Linked DNA regions of Sus scrofa: all the other regions are linked to region 3. A link is a contact called in public Hi-C data. All regions are on one chromosome and are shown on one strand. The core of a region is the stretch at or near the end of the contact, and the rest is flanking DNA. Distances in the headings are between cores, read along the strand shown.

Region 1 (4,688 bases), core at 1,484-3,983, 170 kb before region 3:
AGACTCCCCTACGGGGCTGCGGCTGATGGCCTCCCCTCCGATCCACCCCCCCCTCCGGCACCGGTTTCGTCGTCATAGCCGGTTCTTTCCTGCCGGGGTCAGGGCGCGCTCCCCCCGCGGCGGCGCGGAGCGCGGGGCCAACCGCGCACCCTTATCTCGGCCGAGTCAGACACTCGCCGCGCGGAATCTGTTGACATTTACTATTGTTCGCAGGAGTCCGGAGCACGGGGCGGGGGCGGGCGGGCCGAGACAGCGAGAGGGAGGGCGGCGAGTGTGGGGCCTGCGGTCGGCCTGGGTGTGTGTTTGTCTGAGCTCGCGAAGGGTGAGGGTGGGGGTCGGGGGAATGCGCCGTCTCCACGGAGGACAAAAAGTGACTCGCGGGCCCGGAAGCTTCCAAGCCGGCTCACTGGCCCACGCCGGGAATTGAGGTGGTGGTGCTGGGGCGGGGGAAGCGGGGGGAGTGGTACACAAGAAGAAAGATGGGGCAGCCGGCGGTGAGGTCCGCGGATGGAGGGGGTCGGCTCCAGCCACACGGCCCCCAGTGACCTGCAGGACACAAGTGCATTTGTGCCGAGCCGTGGCGGGGATTAAAGTGCCATACGGCTCGAGCGAGGGGGGCGAGGCGGATGGAAAACAACTCCCCGCGCGCACAAAGCGCGCATTGTTCCAGCCACCTCCATTATGCCGCGCTGCAGCCAAGAGCCCGTTTCGCAACTGCCCGCCCGGCGCTCGCGCGTACACACACACACACACACACACAGCCTCGCAACACGCGCGCGCGCACACATACACACACACACACACCCTGGAATTCGCCCGGGCCGCGGCCAGGGGTGGGTGCGCTCCGCCGGGACTGGGAGAGGCCACTGGGGCGGAGGATGGGGGTTGGGAGAGGGGCTCGCAGGCGTCTTTTTCAGCTCGGCTGCTTGTCTATTCAGGGCTAGGCTTTTAAATGTCTTCTCTCCCTAATCGCCTCCCCGGCACTTCTCCTTTTCTCCGGTTCCTCGGGCCTGCCCCGAGCGCACCCCAGAACCTGGAGCTCCCCGAGAAAGGCGGCGACGGCGGGGGTTGGGGGTTAGGGAGGGAGCGCTCTCGGCCGCTGTCGCCCGGGGATCGCAGCCCCAGGCGCGCAGCGCTTGCCTGCTCTGCTGAGGACACGTGCTCGGGAGGAACCGGGGAAACGTCCCGCCTCCCTAGGAGAGGCTCCCGGAGCGCCCACATCCCGGGCTCTCCAGGACTTCCCCGGCCCCGGAGCGGGAGCTGCGGAACCCCACGCCGCACTGACGGGCCTGCCCGCAGGTGCGTGCCAAGTGGGACAGCTCGGCCGCCCCCACCCTCCCCAGGCCGGGGCCTGGGCCCTGTCCTCCGCCCTCTCCGGCCTTCACGGCACTGGATAGGCGCCTGGAGAGGAATTAAGACTTGCCAGCCTCTTAGGACCCTACCCTTTTCTCCCCTGGGAGCGGAGCGGGGGTGGGGATGGGGGGCAGGGAAGGAACCGAGACACCCCACTCGCCTCCCGTCGCGCCCTCCCTGGTGGGCAGGTGGGGAGCGTAGGAGCCCGAGCGCGGCGAGCCAGCGCGGTCTGGTTTCCTTTACGTTTACAAGCTATAAATAAACTTCCCCTTGGGCGGATGCGCGCTGCGTCCAAGGGTGGCTTCCCGCCGAATCCGGCGGGTGGTTTACGATCCCGGCCGGGAGCTGGTCCTAGCGCGGCCTGAGCCCCGGGTGGGGCGCTGGCTCGGGGAGAGCTCAGAGGTCGGCCAGGAGTGGCCGAGTGACCCTCCATCCCTTGCGGGCTTGGGGCGCCTCTGTGGTGTGGCTCGAGGGTGGGGCTGGGTGATTTATAAGCCGTCCCTTCTCCCTGCCGCTCCCATTTCACTTGTTTTCCTCGCCTTCTCCCGCTCAAACCCCATTCCCGAATCCTCGCCCCCAACCCTGCCCCGCGACGATTTGGTAATTGCCGGCTGCTGGAGCGCCAACGCAGGCCCCGGAGGCGCGCGTGTCCGCAGGGCGTGGGCGAGGCCCTCGGTGCTTTCACCCTCACGCCTCCGCCTGGGGCCGAGAGCTGGCCGGCTGAGCGGGACACGGCTGGGCGGCCGGGGGCGGCCTTGGCCGGAGAGGCGGGGAGGAAGGGCTGGCTGCACCACTCCGGAAACCGCGAGCCTCCCGGGTGGATCACTGACCCTCAAGGTCACGGGGCGCGGGGAAACCACCGCCCCGCGCCAGAGCTGAGGCCAACGCTCCCGTCGGAACTCCCCTGGAGGGTGGGCGGCTCCGCAAGGGAGCCCAGAGGACGAGATAGGAGACGTGACGCAGAGGCCGTCACGGGTCCCAACACTGCCCTCCACCAAAGGGGCGCCGTTTCACTCGACCTTGGCGACCACGCCGCGAAGTCGGGGGCCAGGCCTCCTCGAGTCCCCAGCACGCGCGCGTGTGTGTGTGTGTGTGGGGGGGGTGCTGGTGTACGTGCATGGGCCTATGGGGAGTCTCAGGGGAGTAGGGTGACTCTGGCAGCTGCTCTCTCGGTTCGTTTCCGATGAGACTTGGGAGGCCGCGGAGGAGAGGCGGCCATCCGAGTGGGCGAGAGCCCGGCTTGGGAATGGGAACGGGGAGGGGGCGCCTTCCCCTCGGGAGGTTCGGCAGCGAACGCCCCCAGCATCCCCTACCCTCCCGTCTCCGGGCCGCAGCCCCACAGCGCCCCAGGCTCGCTCCTCTGCTCGGTGTTTGTTTAACCCTCAACCCCTCCGAGGCAGCTGCGGATAGAGGGATTCCCGGCGGCGTTAATCCTGGGGCTGGACCCCAACCTCGGCCGCTGGGAGCGCCCCCCCCCAACCTCGAGGCCAGAAGTCCCAATGGGCCGGCGCCTCCGCCACCTAAATGGGTCTGAGGGCCGTCAGGGGTCGACAGAAGGGGACCCTTGGCAAAGTCCCCATTGTTCCCCGGGAGCTGGGAAGCTGACTCACGCTCTGAACAGAGCGATGCCGAGTGTTTTCTCGGCAGCCTTCGCCCGAGTGCTTTATTTAGACAGGCTTTATTTACAGTACACATGTTTTCGGCTCGTTATTCTGGAGGCGGGAGTGGAAACTGGGCAGAGCAGGAGTTCTCTCCGTGCGCCTCACGTTTGGAAGAGGCTGAGGCTCAGCGCAGTCGAAGGATCCCACTCCTGCCTGCGTGCTCTGTTCCCTAGTGAGAGGATGCGGAGGAAAATGGTGAGCGGGTGGAAGCGGGGGGCGCACACAGCGGTCACCCCCTTTCCTGATGCCGCTCTTCAAAATGCATAGCTCCCCAGGAACGTGAGACATGCGCAGGCCCACTGTACAGACTTCAGGGGGGCCAGAAATTCACACAGACAACACACACCGGCTTAGGGAGAAAAGTGTCTTAAACTCCTTTTCCTGGGCTTCTTTCTTATGGTTTTGGATTTTCTGGCTTAGCCAGGTCTTGGTCCCTCTGGATTCTGCGAAGACTTTGTCCAGACTCTTGAGTGGAGGGTCCAGGCCAGCCAGTGGCCTGGAAGGCCTCTGGTCGCCACCCTGCAGTCAAGTCTGCCTATTGGCAGCTACTCACTAAGCGGGGTGGTCTGGTTAGGGACTGCAGGAAATTGTCTGAGCTAGGTGAAATATTTCACAGAACCTTCGGGCGGCCCGAGGTTGACTTGAAGCTGGCGATGTTAAAACCCAAGCAAGGTTAACGAGTTCTCTCTCTCTCCTGACTTCTCCGGCGCAGTTCACAGAAAACTGGGGGTGGCGCTCTTTAGAGGAAGTAGGTTTAATGGCATTTCCTCTCATTTTTCTGCACAGCGAGGTGTTGCGGTCGTCTGCCCTGCTACTCGCAGGGCTCAGTAGCCTCACTGGGGCTGGGGTGGCAGAAGGGCCTCCCTAAGGTCCCTCTTTGCGGGGCCGCAGCTGACTCGAGCTCCGTGGCCACTGAATTCGAAGTCAGCCTGTTTGCTTGCTTCTAACTCCTGCTTGGAGTGAAGGGCAGCCTGAGCGGAGGTGCTGGTGGGGGGGGGGGCAAGGAAGTGAACAGACACCCGGGGCCTCTTCTCCTGGCCTTCCGCTCGTGCTAGCGCAGCTCCTGGGGTGGGGGTGGAAATGCCTGCTCTTGAGGAGTCCAGGCCTAACAGCCTTTGCCTGGTTTTCTCTCCCTCTCTTGAGTCCCTGGCTGCAAATCCTCAGCTGTTTTCTGGGGTTTGTCTGCAGTGTTTCTCATCCTGAATCCCCCACCCTTTGGCTCCTGCCCCCTGGCTGGGGTGGGGGTGGGGAGGGTTGCCTTCGTGCCTGCATGAATGCCCACTCCATCCTCATTGCCAGGCTGCAGTGTTGGAGCTCTGCAGGCCAGAGCATCACTGTGGCCGAGTGAGAGGAGATGGCCTGACCTTTGCAGGAAGGGAAGAGAAGGCAGATTCACAACTCGCAGCGCTGCAAGGAAACCCAGGGCTGCATAGGGAGCCGCAAGCGTTGCCACAGCCCCAGCAGCTCTGCCGTGAGCCTGTAAGAGGAAACCAGCTCCGGGAGGCCAAGAGCTTCTGTGCGGGTGTGTGTGTGTGTGTGTGTGTGTACGCGCGCGTACACACACACACACACACACACAACCGTGCACTCGAGCTGGGGACGAGGTGCACAGGCGAGAGAGTAACTGCCGTTGGTGGGGGGAGGCTGAGGCCCCTGCCAGTGTAGGGTAGTGCG
Region 2 (4,520 bases), core at 2,021-4,520, 240 kb before region 3:
GTCCGGCGTCTTGCAAGCCGCTTCCATCTCTATTTCCTCCCCCAGCCCACTTTGGTCTCTGGGTTTTTCGTTCGGAGTCTTAGGAAAGATAAGGCGTAGGTGCTCTTTCCAAAGGGCTTTTGCACTCTCTAGGTAATTTTATTTATTGCTGTATGTGGCAAAACTGGGGTGGCAAGCCTAGTTCTGGTTTCAGGAATCAGCACTTTTTGCAGAGACCTAAGAGCAGCACCCACCTACCCTGGCCCAATCTGGGCTCCTGGAGGAAGGGAAAGTAGAGCCTCATTGGGATCCCTGGCCTCACACCAGGGTGTTTCGGTGCAGGGAGATGTGTAGGGTGTCGGAAATCTTGAAAGACTTTGTGTGGACCAAGAGTTCCTGGGTCCAGGAGAAACTGACTGGGTTCCAGGCTCCTTGTGGACGAGCTCCAAAGGCGTTAACCGCTCTCCTTTTACCCTGCACGTGACTACAAGAGCTAAGGAAGCCTCCCGAACTTCTCGGGGATTCCGAATGGCACAATCTGACCAATAATTGGCTCCTCTCCGAAACTCCAGGACTGAGTTTGACCATGGCCCTTTTTTTTTTTTTTTTTTTTTACTAGCTGTGTGACCTTGGGGGCAAGTTATTTATGGCCTCTGAGCCTCAGTAAGTTTCTTCATTTGTAAGACTGGGAATAATTACCCACCTTTAGGATCAAAGAAGAATACTTGGCACATAGTAGGCCCCGAGGATTCGTAATTGCTTTGAATGACTGGTCAGGTTCCTCTCGGTTGCTCCTCCTTTCCCTGCTGCCCCGGAGACCCTCTGAGGACCCCCGCCCCCAGACCTGCTTAGGCTCGTGTCTGGGGACCGACGTGCAGGTTAAGTTCCCCTCCAAGGGGATTCCTGAGGATACTCCTGGGGTCTGCCTCCGTGGGTTCCTCTTTCCCTTTGTTACAGTTCTTTGCCTTCTGGGTTTTAAAGGATTCCATATGAAAAGGCTTGGATCTTTTTTTTTTTCCTCCCCCTAAGTGGGATCATTTATATGGTTAGGAATTGATTCCAGAACCCGTTTCTAGGTGCTCTTTGGCAAGTCCTCTCCTCGCTCTTTCGGGGGAGGAAACAGCAGCGGCTGGAGGGGAGAGACCTGGTGGGAAGAGGTGAGAGGGTCTGGCCTGCTGCAGAGGCCAGAGGTGCTGTGGTTTGTTTGATAGGGATTAAGTCCGGATGTTATGAGGTCTCAGTGTGGTTTTCAATAAAGTCTGCCAGGGATTGCTTCTTTTATATCGATACGTATTTAAAAAAATTACTAGCATGAGAAGAAAACCAGACCTGTATGGATCCAGGCCGGTAGTAAGCTACTGTGATCAGGTTTCCTATTCGACTCCCAGAGGGGAAGTCAGCGTTTGATTGAAGCTACACTTGGTTCTTGACTCTCTGGGGATGCCGGCTCTGAAACAGGAGCCCTCCCTTTCTCTCCTCCACCCCCCCCCTTTTCCCTTCTTCCCCTAAAAGCCTTTGTGCTGAAAGAGCTTCAGTAGGCATGAATCCCTGGTCCCTCTCTAAAGAATGCCTTCCAGCCTTTGCTGACATTGTTTTGTGAACAGTGGGTTTTACCAGGCCAGCAGTTTCCCCCCGTCTTAGCTCACTATTTTAGAGGTTAGACTCTGGCCAGGATGTGCCCAACTGCAGTGATTTCCAGTGTGTGTAGCCAGGGCCCTGCCTGTAATCTGAAGACACCTTAACCTTTGCCCTAGGTGCCCCTGGAGTGTGTGTGGGGGGGTGAAGGTGGGGCGAGCACAGCCGGGGGATTGTCGGTAAGGGTCTGTTTGTTTTCTCCAGCCCCAGAGGCCCGAGTGAGGGCTGGGTGGAGTGAGAGGAGTCAGAGAGTGCGTTCCAGCCATGGGTCTGATTTAAAACTTGGTTTAATTGGAGAAACTCTTAGGCATTTAACAGTTCTGTACAAATGCAAACTTGAAATAGCTCTAGGCCTACGTCATTTAGGAAAGAATAAATGAAGTACAGAAATGTCCAAACTATGTAAATCCTAGAGTTGTCTGCCCTCCCATAAACACATGACAAGTGCCAAGGCATTTCCAGTCAAAACACCCATGGAACCAGCAGCCTCCATCCTTTGTATTTATTATTTTATTAACAGCATTTTACACAGCGTTTAACGAGCACAGCCTGCCTGCTTTCCACCAGGGCTCTCGGCCGACCGAGGGGTGGAAAACAGATGGGGGCGATGAGGAGTGGTCTCTGGCGAGGTCTCTTCAGACGGGCAAGGAAAAGGAGCATTCGGGGTTTCTTTCTCCTGGCCCCCAAGAAAAGACGAGAGCCGGGCCTTGGAGGAAGAAGGCCCCTCTCCCTTCCCAGGAGCAAGTTGTGCCGAGGTGGCCTGTCTAGGCTCCGCTTCGATTCCAGAAGGTGTGAAGCAGGGTCCGCTCTCACGATGCTCTGCCCATCCGTTCTTGGTGCTCTTCAAAGAATAAGTATTTGTCTGCTGGCGTTATTCTATAGCCTGGTGGAAAGTTTATAACGAAAAGTAATGCCTTTCTTAAGTCATAAAATGAGCCTTGTATGATTATTTAATTAAAATCTATTTAAGGACCGATTAGGCGTGTAATTTGCGCTAATAATGACGATTATGGAAATGTTCGACTTAACCAAAAATCATAAAGGAGACATTTTGATCAGTGGGGCGACCAGTAAGGATTCTGGGAGTCGGACAATTTTCCGAAACCCGGGAGGCGTGGGGCCGCCGAAAGTGACGAGCTGCCTGGCCCCTGGGACCTGGCAGAGCGGGCTGGGAGGAAGCCCAGGGCAGGCCGGCCCAGGCTTTGCCAGGCAGAGCAAACCCCCCCCCCGCGCGCCCCCCGAGGCTCCTGGACAACCTGCCTTCCCGGCCGAGGAAATGGGGGAGGGGGGCTGCCGGCCCCGGGGCTCCCACCCGGCCAGGGGAGGGGGAAACTCTGGGAGAGAGCTGCCGAAGCGCCCTGAAGCCTCTGCGCGAAATGGCTGTGTTCTCTTGCTTTAACAATCAGCAGCGACACACGCACTGCTGCCTTGGCCAGCCTTGGCTGGAGCCTGGAGGGGTGGGGGGAGGAGGGGGGGGTCCCTTGTTCCGGAGAAACCTGCCAGCTGCCGGGCTTGGTGCGAAGGCAGCGAAGGCAGACACAATGCTGCTGTTGTTGGTTTGATCTCTAACTGTGGATTGTTAGTCTGGCTTTAACTATGTGGTAAGGGGGGAATGTGAAGGCTGTTTACAGCGAGTGCAAATAATGTGACAGCTGTTGGTGCACGAGCAGCGCTGTGCCTCCTCGGCGCTCACACAAAGCGCGCACTATGCAGGCCCGCGGAGAGCTGCCGAGGTGGCCGCCACTTTCTGGCCGGGGCGTCCTCGACCGCGAGGCCGCCAGCTCTCGGCAGCACCCCCACCCCGCGACACACATCTTTATGGCTCCCGGCATCAGCTGGACGCGGGTGCTGGCTGGTGTGTTGTGGTTTAGGGAACTCTGAGGCAGAGGTGGCAGGCGGAGGCCCACAGGGTCATGAGTGTCAACTGTCTGGAGGAGTTTGGCCGGGAGCTCCGGACCTGGGTCCTCCGTGGCTTGTGATCGGGTTGTTAAGATTTGGGCAAATAACTTTCAGCCCTAAAGCAAGCTCGTTGGAAAGAATGTATTATTAACTGAAGGCTTTCTGGAAATTGCAGAGCCTCTGAAGGCCGTTGTTCTTCCTCTGAAACGGCCCTGTTATTCAGACAAGTTCGAGAGCCAGGCGACCGCTGTGTTCTGTGCGCGCGGCCCTGCTTCCTGGATTGGAAACCCGACGGCGTAGGTTCGGACCCGAAGCGGGGGAGGGGCGCGGGCTGGCTTTCCATACCCACCTCCCTTTGCCTTCCCGCCCTAGCCTCACTTACCTTCAGCTGCAGGACCAACGGTGCTGTCTTGAGGTCTGCCCGCAGCGCCACCCACTCTGTGACTTAATCCAACTAGATGCCCACAGCCACAGGCCTTCTCTGAGTTCCTGGTCCTCTGCCAGGCACTGCGGGGAGGCGCCAGGGTGGGAGGGAGAACAGTTGGTGGGTGGCTGCAAGCCCTTGCTAGGCAGGTCCCGGAGATGCATGGCTGGCGGGCCCAAGCAGGCGGGCTCAGGATGGCCAGGGAGATGGGCCAGCCCCTGGTCTGTCCTGGGGCAAGCTGGCTGCAACCCCCCCCCCCCCATCTCAAGGTTGAAGCCCTCCAGCCCCGACCCTGGGGCTTTGGAGGATCATTTAGAGTTGACTTCATTCTGTATCCTGCCCTTCAATGTGACTTTGGCTCCTGGGTGTACAGCCTGCAGGATGTCTGCAAATTCGAGTCCATCCCCCCCACTCCCACCCCAACTGCCCAGGTCTACCCATTCTGAGTTTTAATGTGGACTTCTGCATCTAGTTGGGTTCCCTAGTGGGGAGCTGGGAGATGCTTCTGGAATGATACATGAACTTCGGTGCCAGTTCTATAAATTGGTCTCTTTTTATGACGTGTGCCATTTTCTGTAGGAAT
Region 3 (4,104 bases), core at 806-3,305:
GAAAAAAGTTGGGTTTGTTACCACTGAACCACAACGGGAACTCCCCAAGACAGCCTCTTGCCTTGGCACAAAAGCACCCTGGAAGCTGCGGGAGAGCCCCACCCAGGCTTCCTCCCCTTCAGTGGTGAAGGTTCTGGAAGGAGGGCTCTGAGGTGACAGCCCCCAGCTGCTGCTCCTCCAGGGGCCACAGCAGCTGAGGCCACGCCTTCCCCAGGCTGTCCACCCAGGGACAGCAAGGTGGGGGCCCCAGAGCTGGGCCATCTGCCCCACCGACCGGGGACTTCTCTGATGGGGCTTTGTTCAGGGCTGCCCTGAGTCTGAGGCTCTCCCCACCTCATCCTCCTTCCTCTCCACCCCCCCCTCCGCTGAGCCTTCTCACACATTGCCCCCCCCAATCTCCTGAACTTCTAATTCTATCTTGGTATCTGCTACCTGGAGGGCCCAGACTGCTCCAGGGACCAATGCTCGAACTCCTGTGCTCTCCATTATTTTCGGTAGAACCCTTGTGTGTGCAGGGTCATGTATTGTCAAGGGCAGAGCCAGGAGTGAGTGGCCACTCACTCCTTGGACCCTGTTCCAGAAGGTTGTCGGCACAAGGCACTCTCCTGTGCACCTCCGAGGCTAGATGGCTCACTGCCACACTTGGGCATCATGCTGCTTGTGACTTGTATTTATTCTTCCAGTTGCTTCTGGGTCCAGTCGGACTCATCTCTGCCCAGGGCCCCTGCTGCCAAAAAGGCAGGCTCTACCCACCAGCTTGCCTGGTTGCTCTTGGAAAGTCAGTCCCCAGGCCAGACTGTACTTTGAGACCCAGAACTCTCGGTGAATGGCCACTCTGAGCCTGAATCTGAGAGCAGCGAGCCAACCCTGCAAATCTGTACGTTGAATCACAGGCTCCCCAGACTGGCTTCTGCCTGATGCCAGGAGGAGCCAGGAGGCTGGGCAGCCCTGCTCTTTAGAGACTCGGACTAAAATGAGATTGAGAGGAAGGGAATCAAGGAGGAAAAGCCTCATTGGAAAACAAAAGACTCGCTAGACTCTCCGATGGCTCCAGGAAAGCCAGTCACCCGCCGCCCAAAGACAGATGAAGTGGAGGGCTGGGTTTTTTTTTTTTTAGGGAGGGGGTGTGGGCAGAGGTCACTAGCTCGGAAAATGTGTTATATTTGACATAAGGAGGGTGGTAATTTGAGGCTGGAATGCACACGCTGGTCTGGGAGATGCAGTCCCCAGGTGCTGATCACTGGGGAGAAAGGACAGGCCAGCTAGAGTGGCAGAGAGAGATGCGTTGCTGAGGTCTTGTGTCCTGCTAGCCATTCACATACCACCTCTGTCCATGCCCGGACCTTTCTAAAGCGGATACATCCGTGAACTCTCACCTCTGCCAGCCCCGGATGCTCTGCAGACTCCTGAGACTGAGGCCAGGCCAGCACCCAGTGTCCCAGGTTGTAGAGCTTCTGGGACAGCCAGTGCCATGCTGGCAGGCTCTTTATTTTTTATTCTCTTTTATTTTTTTCCTCCCTGGAGCCACACTTTACTCGGTGGCGCTGGACTGCAGCCCCATGGCCAAGGGTTTTGGTCATAAGAGGGTCAAGGGATATTTCCAAAACCTCTTCGGTTCCTAGGAAACCGGCCTGGAGTGCGCATCCTTCAGAAGGGCCAGCAGGCTTATCCGCTGCCAGGGGACCTCTGGACACGGCAGTTCTACTCATTCTGGGGTGAAAAGGCTGGGAGGGGGGAGAAGCTCCGAGAGGGCCGGTTCCTCCCGAGGTCCGAGTTCACTCTGGCCCGTCCCCCAACCCTCGGGCACAGATGGAAGGATGCGAGGGGGCCGCCCGCCAAGCCCGCGGAGAGCTGGGCGAGCCGGCTGGGACTGCGGCGCTAGTGCCGAGCGCATCGTCGCCCGGGGCCCTCTGGGTCAAAGGCCCGCTCCTCCAAGCCGCTCTCCACTCCGCATCCACTTCTCCACGCTTTTCTGGGCCTCCGCATGGACCGTGTCCTCAGCCTCAAACACCCTTATCTAACTCCCGCCCTTCCTTTCGCTTTCAGCTTAAGCTCCAGGAAGTACGGGCAACCCCCACAGTAAACAAAGCCAAACGTTTTCTTTATCTGGAGCCTTTACTATGCTAATGTACATTGTGAACCTTCCGGAGGGGGTGGGGAGCGCCAATCTTTTCAGGAGTGTTTGGCCACAAAAGGCCTTCGCCCACCCCCTCATATCTATTAACCCTCTCCCTGAGCCGGGGGCGGGGGTGGGGGTTGGGGGTGGGGGAGAGGAAGAGATGGGGAAGGGTCCCTGAGAGAAGCTGGGGCCAGGGAGGGCCCTGGGTTTTGCTCCAGAAACCTCCTTTTCCCCTTGCGACCCCGTCCTGTGGTCTGAACGTTATTAAATAAATCAGATTTATTAGCATCAAGGTAAAATCCACACCCGTGCAGAGGCTTAATGGTAGGCATATGTGTAGCTAAGACACGTTTATACGTTGAGCATGGGTCAAGTGCATGGTCTCGGACAGTTCTTTTGGTACAGCTCAGCCAGGCCGTGACCAGCCTGTCTTTTGTTCTGCCGGGCCAGGCCTTGAGCAGGCGAGTGGCCCCTGACACGTCGTTTCGGGGCTGGCAGACTGATGAGGGCAGCCCCGTACTGGGTGGGCAGATCCTTTTCCCCCCAGATCTGCTGTCCTAGGAGGATGTGGATCCCAGGAGGCTGATCCTTGTGGATCAGATCAGTTGGGTGGCCTTGGCCACTGGCCCCCGGTTGGGTTAGGGTTTGGCCAACAGGTAAGCTGGCTGGTGGGAAGGCTCAAGAGGTAGGATTATTTATTCCCCTGGCTGGACTGCAGTTGGGTGGGGGCGGTCCACAGCAGCCTTCGCCTATAGCTCTCTCCTGTGCTGCTAACAGCCCCTACCCCTTGTCCCCTCAGCCCAGGGCCTGGTAGCAACCTCCCACTGTTGCTAGTCCCAGGGCACTTCCATATCCTTTGTAGTTTCTGTAATATGCCCACACATCTGGAAACAGCCCCTTCGCTAAACTCTTTCTGAATAACCCTCTGTTGAGTGTCCCATCGGTACCTACTGGGGCCCTTGACTCGGGCAGACAGCGTGAGCGGTGCTGTGGGCTGTCCCAAAGTCATCTCACCAATCAGCGTGAGCGGTGCTGTGGGCGGCCCAAAGTCATCTCACCAATCACAGACAAGATAGCTATAGGTCTCCATTGGTCAATTTGAATATGCAAATACTGGGTATTACTTCCTCCGTGGGTAAGCTTCGTATAGCAGTCTAGGGCCTGGCCAGGGACTCCTTGGCTCACCCCTGCCTGTGGGGTTTAGCACTGAATTGGCTTATCTGTGCAGGCTCCCCTTTGCTGCTTGTTCAGATGAGGTTGTGGGAGGGACAGGGGCCCTTCCTCTCCCAACTCTCTGTTTTTTTCAAAGGAGGGGGAGGACATTGCCATTTTGGGAGAATGTGATAAAACTGCCCAGAGTACAGGAAAATTTGTCCCATACATGACGAAACGAAATGCTGGTTCCAGCAGTGTGCTGGAGAACGCTTAACAACTGGCTGCCCCACACACTTCCCTTCCTGATTTGTAGCATCTGTTGATTTCCTTGATGTAAATATTCCAGTCTTGCCGGTCTCAAGCTACTCAGGCGCTGGCTCTGACTGCGGAGTTGGGGAGCGACGTGCAATAGCACACCATTAAGTAGCATTTCCATGACACAGATCCGGCAGATTAGCTAACCTCAGAAACACAGATGATAGAAACGGCAGCAAAGTCATCAGGAAAGCGTGCGTTTTGAGTATTTATTACCTTTGTTTTGAATATGGTTTATTCACTGTTCAGTGTTTAATTATTTTAATTGTAATTTAATTTTAGTGATTTCAATTTCATTTGTATTGAGGGCCATGTTTAACGATTGGCTTACAAAAGTCCTGAAAATTTAATGATCGGCTCTCACAAACCGGTACTATCCAGCTCCAGCACACCACGGAAGGTTTCTATTTGCTCTGTGGCAATGGGAAAGAAAAATTAATTTTCATCAAGATAGAAAACAAAAACAAAGCAAAGCTACCAGTACTTCAATTGCGCCACCTTGTGGCACAACCTAA

Evidence for each region. A called contact is a pair of places that touch in the nucleus more often than the background predicts.
Region 1: a contact with region 3 is called in a Hi-C map of epiblast stem cells, with 2.4 times the contacts expected there. The contact joins two enhancer-like sites. A contact is called at or near these places in 7 of 47 Hi-C or Micro-C datasets (embryonic fibroblasts, epiblast stem cells, heart right ventricle and 3 more) and 1 of 2 datasets of contacts at active chromatin or transcription factors (skeletal muscle).
Region 2: a Hi-C map of epiblast stem cells shows a contact between it and region 3, with 2.6 times the contacts expected there. The contact joins two enhancer-like sites. A contact is called at or near these places in 12 of 47 Hi-C or Micro-C datasets (embryonic fibroblasts, epiblast stem cells, fetal liver and 7 more) and 1 of 2 datasets of contacts at active chromatin or transcription factors (alveolar macrophages).

The regions. Positions count from the first base shown.
Region 1 is chrX:35,737,481-35,742,168 of Sscrofa11.1, reverse strand. No RefSeq gene overlaps it. Among named protein-coding and RNA genes, the nearest start is that of BCOR, 150 kb to the left of the region's middle. Within about 2 kb of position 2,733, at least 39 of the 83 cell types and tissues checked have an H3K27ac peak or open chromatin away from gene starts, as enhancers often do. A contact at or near this core is called in epiblast stem cells and retroperitoneal adipose tissue, where this site is marked.
Region 2 is chrX:35,801,306-35,805,825 of Sscrofa11.1, reverse strand. All of the region lies in intron 1 of BCOR (BCL-6 corepressor), which reads left to right. Among named protein-coding and RNA genes, the nearest start is that of BCOR, 87 kb to the left of the region's middle. Within about 2 kb of position 3,270, at least 24 of the 83 cell types and tissues checked have an H3K27ac peak or open chromatin away from gene starts, as enhancers often do. A contact at or near this core is called in epiblast stem cells, where this site is marked.
Region 3 is chrX:35,563,077-35,567,180 of Sscrofa11.1, reverse strand. No RefSeq gene overlaps it. Among named protein-coding and RNA genes, the nearest start is that of BCOR, 330 kb to the left of the region's middle. Within about 2 kb of position 2,055, at least 24 of the 83 cell types and tissues checked have an H3K27ac peak or open chromatin away from gene starts, as enhancers often do. A contact at or near this core is called in epiblast stem cells and retroperitoneal adipose tissue, where this site is marked.